Regions from separate parts of the Zea mays genome. Here region 1 is linked to region 2. The links are chromatin contacts, called in public Hi-C maps. All regions are on one chromosome and are shown on one strand. The core of a region is the stretch at or near the end of the contact, and the rest is flanking DNA. Distances in the headings are between cores, read along the strand shown.

The links. Hi-C and Micro-C count contacts between places; a contact is called where the count stands out from the background.
Region 1: a Hi-C map of endosperm shows a contact between it and region 2, with 2.7 times the contacts expected there. The contact joins the promoter of LOC100273820 here to the promoter of LOC100284974 in region 2. A contact is called at or near these places in 4 of 25 Hi-C or Micro-C datasets (bundle sheath, ear, endosperm and 1 more).

The regions. Positions count from the first base shown.
Region 1 is chr1:203,082,800-203,085,878 of Zm-B73-REFERENCE-NAM-5.0, forward strand. It overlaps LOC100273820, which reads left to right and starts at 1,263. Exons shown (of 3, transcript NM_001353582.1): 1 at 1,263-2,173; 2 at 2,278-2,558; 3 at 2,660-3,079. The coding sequence starts at 1,426. The coding sequence ends at 2,896.
Region 2 is chr1:202,908,378-202,911,371 of Zm-B73-REFERENCE-NAM-5.0, forward strand. It overlaps LOC100284974 (clathrin assembly protein), which reads left to right and starts at 1,508. Exons shown (of 1, transcript NM_001157869.1): 1 at 1,508-2,994. The coding sequence starts at 1,762. The coding sequence ends at 2,952.

The DNA.
Region 1 (3,079 bases), core at 13-2,512, 170 kb after region 2:
ACAGCCAGGAAACCACCAGCGCAGGGGCCAACATCAACAAAGACAAACAAAACAACACTAAATATAACTTCTGGACTCAACGGCACCAGATCACAAGAGCTCACACCAAACACCATCTTCAACTCCTATTTTCTTCTGAACTGCATCCTCTTCTTCATCTCCCTCAGAAACCTCATGTTTCTGGTTGTCCTCCGGATCATCAAGCTTGAAACTGGCTGCCCTAACCAGCAGTTGAGCACCCCCTCCCGAATCAAGTCCTGGAGCTCTTTCTTTCTTAAACCTGCCCAAACGTTCATCAGAGCACAAGCATGACAAATGATGTCTTTAGGAGAATTAATAAGAATCTTTTCAAAGCACAATTTATTTCTTGCTTTCCAAACTGCCCAGCAAATAGCTGCCACACCTATGATGTGAATATTTTTCAAATCAGTAGCATAATTGTCCAACCAATTACAACATCGAGTTATATTATTAGGAACAATACAAGTGTTAGAGAAATTCACAACAACACCCCAAATCACCCTAGTAACCGAGCAGCAAAAAAAAGTTGATCAATCGATTCAGGCTGGTTACAGAAACAACAGGACAAGTCTCCAATCCACCCCTTCTTTGCCATATTATTTTTAGTTAACAACAAATTGTTTTCAAGTAACCACACAAACATTTTAATATTTGGCAGGATTTTTTGCTTTCCATACATGTTTCATGCTAGTACCATAAGTATAGTTATGATTCACAATGTGAGTATAAAGGGATTTGACACTCAATGACTTCAGGATCATTGTGGAAATTAAACTGCATATGTCTTCCCACTTAATTCTGCAATCTTCATATAACCATCTTCTAAAGCTCATTTGCCAACCATTTTCATCAGGATTTGGTTTTGGAATTGATGAAATAAAACTAGACAATGACGATAATCAAGAGAGAGAAAATGATTTTTTGGATTAAAACAGCCCGCATTGACACAGACAGAGGCAGGCCGACAGGTAGTGCCGAAATGTGTCTGCGTCGGCCCACACGAAAAACTGGATCGTCAAAAAAAGCTAGCGCTCCCGCCTCTAGCCTCTCTCGCGAGTCGCCAGTAGCAGTGGGCGCAGCCGCCCCGGCCCGGCCCGCCAAGCGGCAGGCGCCAACTCAAAAAAGGTAGTCCGAAACCTCCCGCCACAACCACCCAAGGTTTCGACTTTCGAGTTCGAATGCCCAGAGCAGGCAACGAAATCCCCCCGGAACGGCGGCGGCTCTCCCCACTCCTTTTAAATTTCGAAACCCACCACCATCCCAGCAAACACAAATCGCGCACGCTCCCCAGTCCCCACACTCCCCATCCAATCCGCGCACACCAAGCCCCCAATCTCGGCCGCCACTCGCTGACTAGCTGCTCCGGCAACAGTCCCCCCCGAGGTACGAGGGTGCGACCGCGGCATGGACACGCTCCCAGAAGGCGTCGTGCAGCACATCCTCTCGCAGCTCAGCAACGCCCGCGACGTGGCCGGCTGCGCCGCCGTCGCCCGCTGCTGGCGCGACTGTGTGGCCTTCCTTCCGTCGCTCTATTTTCCGCGGGGCGCCTTTGAGGCCTTGGCCGGCGGACCGGCGTCGGCCGTGGCCTTCGCCGACGACGCCATCGGTCGGATGGTCGACGCCGCCGCGCGCCTCGAGGAGCTCGTCGTGTACTGCCCCTTCTCCGCGTCCCTGCTCCCGCACTGGCTCGCGGCGCGGGCCGCCACGCTGCGCGTGCTCGAGCTACGGATGGACTCCGCCGCCGCTGACAAGTCGGGGCACCTGAATCTCGATTCTATCGGGGTGGCCGCGGGCCTCGAGGAGCTCAGGCTGTGGGGGCTCACGATGACGCGCGCCCCCGCGTGGGGCCGGATGGAGCGGCTCCGCGTGCTGGAGATCGTCAGCGCCATCCTGGTAGACGCAGCGGTCAACGACGTCCTCGCCGCCTGCCCCAACCTCACCGACCTCTCGCTGCTCGGGTGCCAGTGCGACGGAGAGGCGGTCATCTCGCTAGCCTCGCTCGAGCGGTGCCGGCTCGACTTCCTCGGCTCTGGCAACTCCTCTCTCAGGTTCGCCGCGCCCCGCGTCGAGTCCCTTGAGGTCCAGGGTTTCTCATTTATCTATCTGCAAGGTGGCAACCGTCTCAAACATCTCACAATCTCCAAGAACACTGGTATGTTCCGGTCTTCCGAAGGGCTCTTTTGCGTTCCCTTGCAAAACAGATTTGGTCCCTTTCACATTGCCTGATGGTTAATATACCAAAAATGGATATTTTAGGTAGTGTGCATCATGTCGAGATGGGGAAGCTCCCGGAGCTGGACCAGCTCTCGCTGCGCGGCGTCCAGTGGAGCTGGGGCGCCATCAGCTCGGTGCTGCAGTGCGCTAGCGAGGTGAAGCACCTGGTGATGAAGGTCGAATTCTCCGGTGATTATGACACGCTGCAGCCGTTTCCGGAGATCGACCTCGTCGAATTCTTCAACAGCCACCCGAAGCTTCGCAAGTTCGAGGTCCACGGCGCCATGTTCGCGGCGCTGAGTCAGGAAAACAGCCTGAAGAATGTAAGCCATGTCATACAGCTTCTATGCTTGCAATATTTTGCTTCTGGACTTCTGGTTGTTGTATGGCCTAGCTAACTCTGTTCTTCCAAATTCCAACGCAGTTGGATTCAAGGTTCGTGATACCTTTCTTGGAGCAGGTCGTGGTCACCGTGCGGTCATCTCTCAATGCTAAGCAGAAGCTGAACACCCTCAAGTCCGTTGTCAGGTACAGCGTGAGGCTAAGAAGGATGATCATTAGGATCTCGCAGATGAAGAATTGCCATGCTGCTGGAGATGATTTCTTTGAGGAGATTTGCAAGTTCACTTACATGAACAGTGGGACAGTGTGCATAGAGTAGAGGTGTTGCTGCATTTGCCATTCTTGAAGTGATTTAACACTAAATCAAGGCAGTTTTTACCCATGCTGTTTGCTTAGGACAGTTTACTGGATAATTCATTGTTTGTTTTGTTGTTCACCGAGCTTGAATGTATCCTGCACTTCAGGCTTGAAATCGTTTGGTTCTATTTGTCACTAGTCTAAG
Region 2 (2,994 bases), core at 258-2,757:
ATGGCAACATCCCTTGCATTGAAGTGTTCAGTGTCAAAACCACTTCTTGATGATTTGGAGAGAGCATTAGAGAAGTTGGAATTGGAGGCTGATCATTCACTAGACAAGATGGAAGAAACTGAGTTCCCTGTAATTCCAAATGACCGCAATATACAAACAGTAAATAGCAAAATTTCATTTAGAGTTCCACAGGTAGTGAAAGGCGCTAAAAGTAAACGATCAAAGAATGCAGTTGAAAAGAATACAAGGAAGAAAAGGAAAGGTTCTTCTAATAACGGTAGTTATTCTCCCCATATCACTTCTTTTAGTAGTTTCAAATATATTTTAGGTTTTTTCTATTCAATCATACATAAAGTATTGTTGTTAATATTTGTACTCCTCCATATATGACATAGGAACAAATTCAAGGAAAATAGATCAAAATATGAGACCTGATCAGGATCCAGAACTGTTGAATGTAAGGCATAGTGGATAATGGAATTGCCATTTTTCAATAATTTGATTATCTGAATATTTTTCTAAACGGTTTTTACACAAACAACTTTGGATGAAAGTATTGGTGTTAATATGCCAGAACAACATGCTGTAACCAATAAGATGAATGCTGATTTTGAAACTACGGATGCTTTGTTGATGCAAGGAGGATATACAAGTCTTTTACTTGGAGTTGATTCGTATGATTTGGCTGCTCGAGAGCTACATTTTGATGCCTCAAATAATCGCACCACATGAGTAGTAGTCATCCATTTATAGTTTTTATGTAATCTGGAAGTGTAATACTCTAGTTGCACTGTTTTGGTGTCAACAGAAATGAGATATTTGAAAGCATTAATATAAATAGATTTGATCATTTCTAAAAGCGTAAATGGAATAGTTGATGTAATTTTAGTCATTTCATTTCCTTCAGTGTTGACACTTAACAATTTGTTGTCCAAAAAGTCTCAAACTTCTAGAGTGGATGCTAAAGCTACTAGCTGCATAACAACCCTGTTCCTCGAACCATTTCGTAACTGGAAAGAGGGAATTTCAACAGCAATTTAAGATGAAGCAACTTGGACAGATCAATATCCCCACGCCCTAGCCAGTTGGGGAGCACCGCCACAGCACCAACTGCCGCCGCCCAGAGCTATCCTCTCTCCCTCCCATCCCCTGCACTGGGATTAAAAGAACAGTTGAAGCTGCGGGAGAGAAACAGAACTTTAGCCGAAGCTAGCAGTAAGAGGCTAGCGAGCCGAAGCTAGCAAGAAGATAGTGGGCTATGGATGAGAACGGCTGGGTGTCTTGTTTATTTGAGATTTGTGAGGGATCAAACACGTGTCATCAATCGAAAGGAGCCTGCAGAAGCGCTGCTTTACAGACGGCTATAGCCAATTTTTTCCCCAATATATGGAATTCGGGTTCACGGGGCCATCCGGCCATGTAAAAAAAAAATGCTTGACCTGGCCCTCCACCGTCCACGCCTCCACTCCACTTATGCCCTCCTTTGTCTCCCCTCCGACCCCCCGTTACTGCCTCACACGTTCTTGGCGCATCGTTTCTCTTCCTGCCATCCCATGCCGTTCAGCTGTTAATTTCCTTGGCCTGACAACTTTGTTTCTTCGAGATTTCATCTCTGCCAGAAGTTCCAGCGGCCAAGAACGCTTGTGGCGTGGCGTGGAGCTGGCAACCGTCGTGGATTTGATCTTCCCTGGGCGCCTCGAGCATAGCGGCGCCGGGGAAGGCGGTGACGCCAGGTGGTGGCGCTGCGCCGGCGGTCAGAAGATGACGACGGCGCGGCAGTGGTGGCGGCGCGCAGCGGCGGCCGTCAAGGACAGGAGGAGCCTGTACCTGACGCGTGTGGTGGCGTTGCGGCCACGGCCAGTCTCCGGGGTGGCCACGCCCGCGCTGAGGAGCCCGAAGCTGGAGGCGGCCGTGATCCGCGCGACCAGCCACGACGAGCGATCCGTGGACCACGGGAGCGCGGCACGGGTGTTCGCACTGGCGCGCGCGTCGCCGCCGTCGCTTCAGCCGCTCATGTGGGCGCTAGCGCGCCGCGCACGGCGGACCCGGTGCTGGGCCGTGGCGCTTAAAGCGCTCGTGCTCGCGCATGGCCTGCTCCTGCGGTCCGACGTTGCGCCACGCGCGGCGCGCCTCGGCCGCGTCCCCTTTGACCTCGCCGACTTCCGCGACCGCTCGTCGCCGCCGTCCAAATCGTCGGGCTTCTCCGCCTTCGTGCGCGCCTACTTTCGCTTCCTCGACACTCGCTCCCTCTTCACCGCCCAGGAGCTAGACGCCGCCAACAGCGGCGAGGCCGACGGCGAGGACGCGCGGCTGGACAGCGTGACCAAGCTGCAGCACCTGCTGGACTTGCTCATGCAGATCCGGCCGTACGGGGACGGCGTGCAGCAGGGCCTCATTCTGGAGGCGATGGACTGCGTCGTCATCGAGATCTTCGAGGTCAACAGCCAAATATGCACGGGCATTGCCCGGTTCCTCGTCGCCGTTCTCGGGTCGGCCCCGACGACGCCACGGGCACGGCCGGGAGAGACGCTGGCGGCAGCGAGGCGGCGCAGGGGAGTGCAGGGGATGCGGGTGCTGAGGAAGGCCGCAGAGCAGAGCGCGCAGCTGTCGTCGTACTTGGAGCTGTGCCGGGACCTGGGCGTACTCAACGCCGCCGAGTTTCCGGCCGTGGAGCGTGTCTCGGACGATGACATCAGGGACCTCGAGAAGATCATCATGAACCACGTCGTCGAAGAACGCGGCAAGGACGTGGAGAAAGAAACGAAGGCGCTTGTCGCCGTGGAGGAAACCCGACTAGCTTCCAAGACAGTGGTGACAAAAGAGTGGGTGGTGTTCGACGACGACGACAATGACGCCGCCGGCGCCAGGCCGAGGTCTTTAGGTAGTTACATGAATCCGTTCATGGCCGCGCCTTGGGACACCGTAGCGTGTAGCAGAGACTTATTGGTTTAGCGTGTGTTTGGTAGCTGAGATGGAAATTGGAGCGCCATCTGA